Regions from separate parts of the Gossypium hirsutum genome. Here all the other regions are linked to region 2. The links are chromatin contacts, called in public Hi-C maps. All regions are on one chromosome and are shown on one strand. The core of a region is the stretch at or near the end of the contact, and the rest is flanking DNA. Distances in the headings are between cores, read along the strand shown. Region 1 holds the start of LOC107953116 (BEL1-like homeodomain protein 1). Region 2 holds the start of LOC107953154. Region 3 holds the start of LOC121232203.

Region 1 (2,700 bases), core at 92-2,591, 220 kb after region 2:
CCTAATCATCTTAGCGCTACAACTGTAATGAAATCTAAACACATATTTCACCACTAATTTTAATCTCACCGCTATAGTAACTAATCTTATCACCATCATTTTTTTTATCCTCACTTAATCAATCTTACCAATGACCTAAAGGAAGCCTTAAGGTCACTACTGTGGTTGAAAAAATAAAATGAATTGGATCGAGGTTGAAGTTATGTTAGCTGTAATCGTTTTACAATATTAAAATTAATTAGATTGAAATATGTCAAAAGTTCATGTGCTTTTAATAATTTTGAAATTTAGCACTTAGATTTTCATTTCTAGGAATTTAATTCTTCTACTTTTTCTAATTTCAAAATTTAGGTCTAACTGTTAATACTATTAAAATTTAAATCATCGAACCAAATGATTTTCAATTCAATTGTGGTTTTACAATCATGATAAATATATATATAGTTAGCTTTCATTGTTTTTATTCACATTATTTAATTTGAACCCAAAATGTTGCCAATAAATATAAAGGTTGATTTTATGTAATGATTTTTTTTTTGAGATGCTGTTGAGTAATTAATAGGGTTGGAGATAGGGTTAACTAGTAAAATTTCATTTTGATATCAAAAGTTAAAAAGATTTTAACTTCACACAAGTTGGAATATAAATTGTGTGATTTAGATCTTTGCATAACATTGCTACCACAAATATAAATTATAAAGGACAGAAGAAAAGGCAAATGAAAGACAAAGATATAATTGGACAAAGCTTTAAAAAAGCCAACAAAGAGATGAGCCACTTCTCTAACTCTTACTCCTATTGTTGGTCATTATTATTAAAGCCTTCTCTAGAAATTGATATTTCCTTGTTTTTCAGCTGCCCCATTCTTTTAACATCTTTTTTCTTCTTTCTCATATTATACAGTTGCATGTGTTGGATTTTTTAAATAAAGGGTAAAGGGTTCCGAGATTTAAATTTGAGATTTAATAACGAATACTTAGTTGACTTGCATATATTGAATAATACTTACATCTTTTTAAGTACACTTTGCGATTTACCAACCATAATATCTCAGACTAAAAATCACATTGCATTCTAAAGACACTTGTGAGGATCTTGCGAGCCTATAACCTCACAGACATACACAGTAAGTACCACACTCTTCATTTGCATAGACTGTTTGCCAGATATCATATTTATTCATTATCGTGATATGAATAAAATGATTATATATAGATGTGAAACATTTTGAGTTGGATTATGATTATAGTTTTCATTTGGTTCCTAGCAAAGCTTGTTGCTCGCACCTAATTGGAGATAAGATTAAAAGTAAGTGTACAAAAAGCAAAAACAATGTATCAAACAGTGATTTTTTTTCTTTTAAATAGTTCAACCTCAAAGCCCCATTTACAAACCAGCAAAAGCCTGATATTAGAGGGTATCATTTTTTTTCTTTTTCTTTGCTTTCATAGTTGCAATCTTGAAACCTCATCTCTCACCTTTCTCTTTCTTTGAGTTATATTTAGTGAAAAGGGCTGAAAAATAACGAAGAGTCTGAATCTGACAAGGTCATCAAAACCACCAAAAGCTTGAAAAGATTTCTTCCATGACAGACATTTAGACAGAAACGTGTGAGTTGTCAGATGCATATCCTCTCCTTCTCTTGTGTTTTCTTGCCATAATTGGACTGCAAATTTTGTACTAGTTTCCTTTTTATCTGATGGGTTCTTTTCCCTGTTCCCCCGTTTCTTTTCTAATTTTTCTCAGAAGTTGAAGTTTTTTTTTTTTTTTTGATGAGCATATCTATTATCCCGATACCTTAAAATTGTTTCCTTATCTTTCCCTATCTTTCTCTTTCTATACATAAACAACTTTCTTCAGTATTTTATATCTCTCTTGTTTTGTCATCTTCTACCAAAGTATTCACTCAATTTTCTTCTTTTAATTATTTCCAAGTTACAGTTTCAGATCAGGATTGCTAAGCTTCTCTCTTTAATTTTTGCTGTGGGTTTCCCTTTCTTTTGCACGTTATGCTAAGAAAAAGCATGAACTGAACATCAAAATGGGTTGATTTCTTGACTTCAAGTCAAGCTTTAGTCTTCTCTTCGCCAAGTTCTTTGGAGATTTTATTTAACAAGAAGAATTTTGCAGTTCCCGTATACTGCAGCGTCTTTTTTTTTTAGGGCTTTCAAATCAATATGGCGACGTACTCTCATGGGAGCTCAGAATTCCAAGCTGCTTCAGTTGCTGCACCTGATGGGATGCAAACGCTCTATCTCATGAACCCCAACTATATACCCTACTCTGACACAAACCAACCAGTTGCTGCCACTAATCTGTTATTCTTGAACCCCGCCGGCAACGCGCTAAACCCTTCAAGCTTTCCCCACACGCCACCACCTAACTATCACCACCTCCTTGGCCTCCCTCTTCCGACACCCACCGCTTCGATCGTACCGGCCAATTCCAATGAGACCCACCGTCCATCATCCCTTCATGGTATAGTCTCCGGTGTTCACTATAACTCATGGGGATCAAGTTCAACTATTGATCATCAGACTTCATCAGCAAGTACCTATCCTCAGATTGTGTCGACTGCGGTAGATAACTCGGCCGCCAGGCCCCATGATGTTGCGTCGCAGTTGCGGCCGGTAGTGGTTTCACCAAGGCAAGGCTTGTCCTTGAGTCTATCATCCCAACAAGTTCCTTATAGTTCAAGTA
Region 2 (3,004 bases), core at 329-2,828:
GCTATTTTGAGATTGGTGAATAAAGAAGTTCCTTTGTTTGCGAGACGTGGTTAATAACGACTTTCATAAATTTCAAGCACTGTATAATTTCTTTTGAATGAAATGCATTCAAGGTGGGTGGGAAACTAAAATTTTGATTTTAAAATTTGAAATTTGAAATGTATATCCTTCAAATTTATGATTTTAAACTTAATCCAATAATAAGGATATAGTACAAATACTATTCGATTTGCAAGAAATTAATTTATTAATTGTATTTGCCTCAAGTTGATATTTCTATTTTTCAAATTGCTTGATTTTAATCCTAAAGCTAACATATTCCATTTGGATGGTTAACTTTTTTTTATTTACATTTCATTTTCTTGTTGAGTGGACATTTACGAGTATCATAATGATAAAACTAAAACGGAGACCCTAAAAAGGCAGAAAATTTTTTAAATCCACTTCAAAAAAAAATAATGAGAAAGAATTAAACAAAACCTAAAATGGTCAACAAGAAAAAAGACCAATGAGAGAAAATAAAAATAAGAACAAAGTTTCAAAAGAACTACCTCTTGATAATTCCACATAAAAACCCATTTTTTCAGTTTTTTTTTAGGGGGTTCTTTTGAAGTGGAAATCAATGAACAAAAGGAAGCAAAAACAAACAACAGTAACAACAAAAGAAGAAGAAGAGGAGGAGAAGGAGGAGGAGGGGAAGAGTCAATAAAGGTTATATAAATGAAACAAATTATTAATGGTAATTAAAAGCAAGAAAATGTTTTCCCATCAAATGACTAAGAAATCGAAAGATTTGGGTTCCATGTGAAATTATCAGGCGGGTCTTTTGAATTTTTTTGTTCTTTCTTTTAGTGTCTTATTGATTTTCCTTCTTGCCTACCATTTCCAAGCTCTGTGGATCTTTTGTAGTGTCTTACTAGTTTATAAATTGAAAAATTGGGTTTCATGTGAAATTATCAGTGGACTATTTAGATATTCTATTGGTATAAGTTGAGTATTCATGTGGAGATGAGCTCTTTCAATGAGGTGTTGTAGTGAACATTAAGAACAATGTTTAGTTTAAGTGTGGGAGAGAGTATGTTAAGTTGTTTAATTCTTTAGAATTTTTCAAACTTTTCAATTTTTTCTTGTTGCATGATGCTTTATTCATGATCATGATATTGAAATATTTTGGTTTATGCAAAGCATGATGTTATAAGTGTGGATATATGAATGGAGTAGTTGCATGGTTGATTGGTTAGTTCAATATGAGACGTTTTAGTTCTTATGTGTTAATGAGATGTAGATATCTTAATTTTGATTTGGAATTTTTGTATATGTTCATACCATGTGATAAATGGATGATGAGATTGCGGCAAAGTTATTGTCTGTAGAAGTGAATAATTCAATGTTTTTTTTGAAGAAAAATTTGCTGGATTTTATTATAATAAACCAACTCAAAAGTAAAACCAAAATGACATGGGTCATAAAAGACCAGTCCAAACTTATAAACAAAGAAAAGCCCACAAAAGCCAAAACCAAAAAACAAAAACAAACACCAAAAGAAAAAACAACCCAACAACCAAGATCCAGCAAACAGCAAAAAAAAGGGGAGCTCTAGAAACGTCTTCTCCAGCTGTACTCCAGTAATTAAAACCCCTTTTGAAAAAATAAACAAGAAACGTATGGGGAAACAAAAAGTCATCAGAAAACTTAATTACCCTCATATCAATCCCATCAAAACCTCTTCAATACCCCGATGTACATTGAAAGATCAAAACCCATTGGAACTCTCAGCAAAATCAAAATTGCAGAAAACTTTCTCCAACTTCTTCATCTCTTCTTCCCCAAACCTCACCCACGACCTCCATCCTCCTCCTGTCTTCAGCCATCGCCTCCACCGCACCAAGAGGTACCATATTTGTCAGGTAAGTAGATTCTCTTTTCTTGAGTCCTTCTTTTGCTAAACAATGGGCAACTCTGTTAGCCTCCCTGTTTGTGAAAAGAAAAACACAAAGATTAAATTGACAGCAGAGATACTGAGCATCTTTGATATACCCAGAAATTTTCGATCTATCCGTTTTCTCTTGCAGTTTCCTGATGATCGTTCGAGAATCACCTTCAACCTCAATCTCCCTCAACCCAAGTTGTAACCTCAGCTTCAGTACCTGAAGACACGCTACTGCTTCTGCAGAAAAAACAGACGGTATGTTCAAGTTCATCTCCGTTTTACAACAGATAATCTCTGCTTTACTATTACAAATCACTACCCCAGAGCACGACTCTTTGGTGTGGTTGTTGAAAGCTGTGTCAAAGTTCACTTTCAATCTGGATCCATCGGCGCAGACCATCTGTCAACACAGATCCGTCTTCCAGGTATAGCACTTTTTAGATCATCAAGTTCCTTTAAATATACTTGCACAAAACTTGCAATCTGACTGCCAGTTTAGTTTACCCCATCATGAATGAATTTGTTCCGAGCCATCCATAACACCTATAAAGCGCAGACAATCATTCTACACAAAGCCATGGGTCTAGTCTCAAAGGTATTTTCAACTAATCTGTAAATACTGAATTCTCATCCAATCTAGCCCATGCCATATGTAAATGTTCCCATATATCTTTTGCAGGAGGACATGCCCAGAAAATATGCTCCCTTGTTTCAGCTCCTGTTAGACACCTTCTACACATAAGGGAAGCCATCTTTCTGCGATAATGAAGATTACTAAAACTAGGCATATAGTTACAAAGTATTCTCCATATTGTAATTTTGATTTTAGGGTGTAGATTCATTTTCCATAATTTCTTGTAAATTTGCTTGTGGTCTGAATGTAATTGATCCCGACCTTCTTGTAAAAGAAGTCTGTGACCACTTCGGACCGAGAATTCTCCTGACGACTCACCCCTCCATACAAGAGTGTCTTCATGCTCAAACAAAGGAAGAGGAATACAGAGGATCCTTTTTGCAGTCTGTTCATCAAAGGTAAAACTGATCAGATCAGACTTCCAATTTTTAGAACTGGCA
Region 3 (2,700 bases), core at 162-2,661, 210 kb before region 2:
ACTACCTTTAGATTGATCAGAGGAATTAAAAAAAATTTTAAAAGTGACAGCAGAGTGTTTCTCATGGTCCAAAATGTTATCAGTCAGCTGAACCTCAACTTTTACTGGGCCTTCAAATGCTGGGTTGAAGTGTGCCTTAATATCACCCGATTTACTAGCTTACGATTTTGGGTCACAATCATTTTCAAAGTTACCTGCATTTAACAAAACAGCCCCAAGTTCTTGATTAGTCGGGAATCAATTAAGATTTGGAAAAACCTAGGTCTTTTCGGTATTAGGCCACACAAGAGAGGCCTGTTTGTCACTAACGACCATAAAAAGAGGCGACGGCCTGTTTGACTTTTCCACCGCTCCATTAGCGTGATTGCCCGTGGTCCCCATACTCATAGGACCAATAGATATCGAAGGGACTTCTTTAGATTGATAGGCCTGCTGACGTGATCTATTTAGGTGTTCTTTAGGCGATGGCCCAACTAGAGACCCATTCGACGTACTATCATTTAATAGAGGCTTTTCAGCCTTATTCTGTCATTACCATAGCCCAAATGAGCTCCCTCCCCAATACGTTTAGCTTCTGAAATAGTTATATTAGTTTGGGCTTCCAAATCCAGGTCCAAATCATAAGTCTTCTTTTGAGCTCCTAAACCAATGTCCAAATTTTTAGCATTATTAATATGCGGGGAAGGCAAAGATTTAATAAACTCTTCTTCTCTAGAATCAAGAATGGACACATCAGATTCCACCGCTTGAAGATTTAGTTCCCTTAAATCTGTTAACATCTCCTTTTCACCACCCGTCTTCTCGCCTTCAACGGTAAGGGCATTAAATCGAGAGCCTAACCTTCCTTTTCCAGCATCCATATCACCAGAATCACGAGTATTCCCTGATCTTCGGCGGGATTTACACTCCACCAACATCCACGGTCTGAAAGCTGGTTCAGAGATCTTCCCCGGTTTGTCCTTTTTACTGTTAGGATCACCATCGGCCACCACTTTGTCACTGACTTTGTCCGATGTTTCTTTTGACAAGGAACACAAGTCCTTCACATGCCCGTATTTTCCACAGGTAAAGCAAACCGTTGGTAAGGCCTCATAAACCACCCGTTGCATTTCTCTATTAACACAGATTTGAGAAATAAGAGGTTTATCCAGGTTGATAAACAAAGCCATCCTAGCGAATCTGTTCCTAGTTCTATTATTGGTCTTAAAATCAAACTTTACAACCTTACCGATCAGACTTCCAATTGCTTCGAGAATCTTTCTTTTGTACATAAACCCTGGTAATCCAGATAACCTGATCTAGGCCATAACTACACCTGGGTATGGTTGAAGGGGAAAGAAATCTTTTGTCCATGGCTGGACTATCAAATATTGCCCAAAATTTATCCATGGTCCCTGTGTAAGGACATTGTCATAATCCTCCTTGTTTTGGAATTTAGCCAAAAAATACACATTCTCAATACCCATTAATTGGAATGGTTGTATAGGTCTCCAAAGGCTACTGATTCGATTAAAAAGAACACTATAACTGATATTTCGCCAAGTAATCTTAAGACTACTGTCATCTCTATCTCCTTATATAAGATTTCTTTAACACGATCAGAGAACTCAATTGTTGGAATGCCATTAATAGTGGACCTTATAATATCATCGTCTAACAGAATAAAATCTTCATCACTTCCCCCCTCAAATCCCGCGACTTCCTGACTAGTCCCAGACGAACCAGCCTCAAAAAGTTTATCTTTCCACGACATTGCCGCATTCAAATGTGGATCAAAGTCCACAGCCATGTCCACAGAAGCCCCATCGGAAACATCTTTAAACCTAACTTTCTTGGCATTGCGATCTTCAGATAGCCGCGAACCGTCATCACCATCGGAAGCTTTCAGAGAGTTTTCCATGCTATCTTCGAAGTTGGGTTAATTTGAATTTTACTCCTTTTCCCTTTTAGGCTAATGGGATAACAATATTCAATTTTTTCATTGAATTAATGTCAAGAGTGCATCGAGTACTAATTAAAAGAATTTTTATTTGATAATATATATCATATTAAGACCTTTTTTTATATATTTTTAAAAACAATTTGAAGTAAACTCAAATTTAATGGATAAATGGTGACTACGTACCAACATTAACATCCTAAAGCCCTGGATTTTATGGATTAAATTAAAGTTTGATTTAATTTTTATAAATATATTTTTACATGCGTGTTATAATTTAATTTTATTTATGAAATTAACAAAAACTAGGTGTATAATACATTAAAAATAAAATTAAAATCAATAAATGTTTTGAGCTGCTTAAGGAGACATCAAATTACAAATTGGTTTGAGTGTACCGGTAAAAACATAAAAGAAAAAGATTTAATGATAAATTTAGTCACTAATGTTTGCATGTTTTCTCAAAATGATCTTAATTATATTTTTGAATATTTTTGGCCATCAACTTTATTTTTTTAATCTATTTTTTAATAGATTTAATGAATAAATTCAAAGTTCCAATTTTTTCTTTTTTTGTAAGAGATTTCAATCTTTCGTACGTTGTTTAATGAGAAGTTTTTTTATTAAGTTAATTCTTTTAGATAATTATACTTATTTTCTTTAAACTAAGAGTTGTTTTTAATTTAATATTTTATTTTTTTATTTTATTATATAATTATTTTATTAGATTATCTAAATAATAAAATATATTTCATTACAAA

Evidence for each region. Hi-C and Micro-C count contacts between places; a contact is called where the count stands out from the background.
Region 1: a Hi-C map of leaf shows a contact between it and region 2, with 3 times the contacts expected there. The contact joins the promoter of LOC107953116 here to the promoter of LOC107953154 in region 2. A contact is called at or near these places in 6 of 34 Hi-C or Micro-C datasets (callus and leaf).
Region 3: a contact with region 2 is called in a Hi-C map of leaf, with 1.7 times the contacts expected there. The contact joins the promoter of LOC121232203 here to the promoter of LOC107953154 in region 2. A contact is called at or near these places in 2 of 34 Hi-C or Micro-C datasets (callus and leaf).

The regions. Positions count from the first base shown.
Region 1 is chrA07:21,487,762-21,490,461 of Gossypium_hirsutum_v2.1, forward strand. LOC107953116 (BEL1-like homeodomain protein 1) reads left to right here and starts at 1,342. Exons shown (of 4, transcript XM_016888341.2): 1 at 1,342-2,700. The coding sequence starts at 2,178.
Region 2 is chrA07:21,268,668-21,271,671 of Gossypium_hirsutum_v2.1, forward strand. It overlaps LOC107953154, which reads left to right and starts at 1,579. Exons shown (of 5, transcript XR_005930496.1): 1 at 1,579-1,907; 2 at 2,073-2,525; 3 at 2,610-2,962. LOC107956509 (apoptosis-inducing factor homolog A) reads left to right here. Exons shown (of 4, transcript XM_016892143.2): 4 at 1-127.
Region 3 is chrA07:21,056,568-21,059,267 of Gossypium_hirsutum_v2.1, forward strand. It overlaps LOC121232203, which reads right to left and starts at 1,412. Exons shown (of 2, transcript XM_041117749.1): 1 at 1-1,412. The coding sequence starts at 1,271. The coding sequence ends at 501.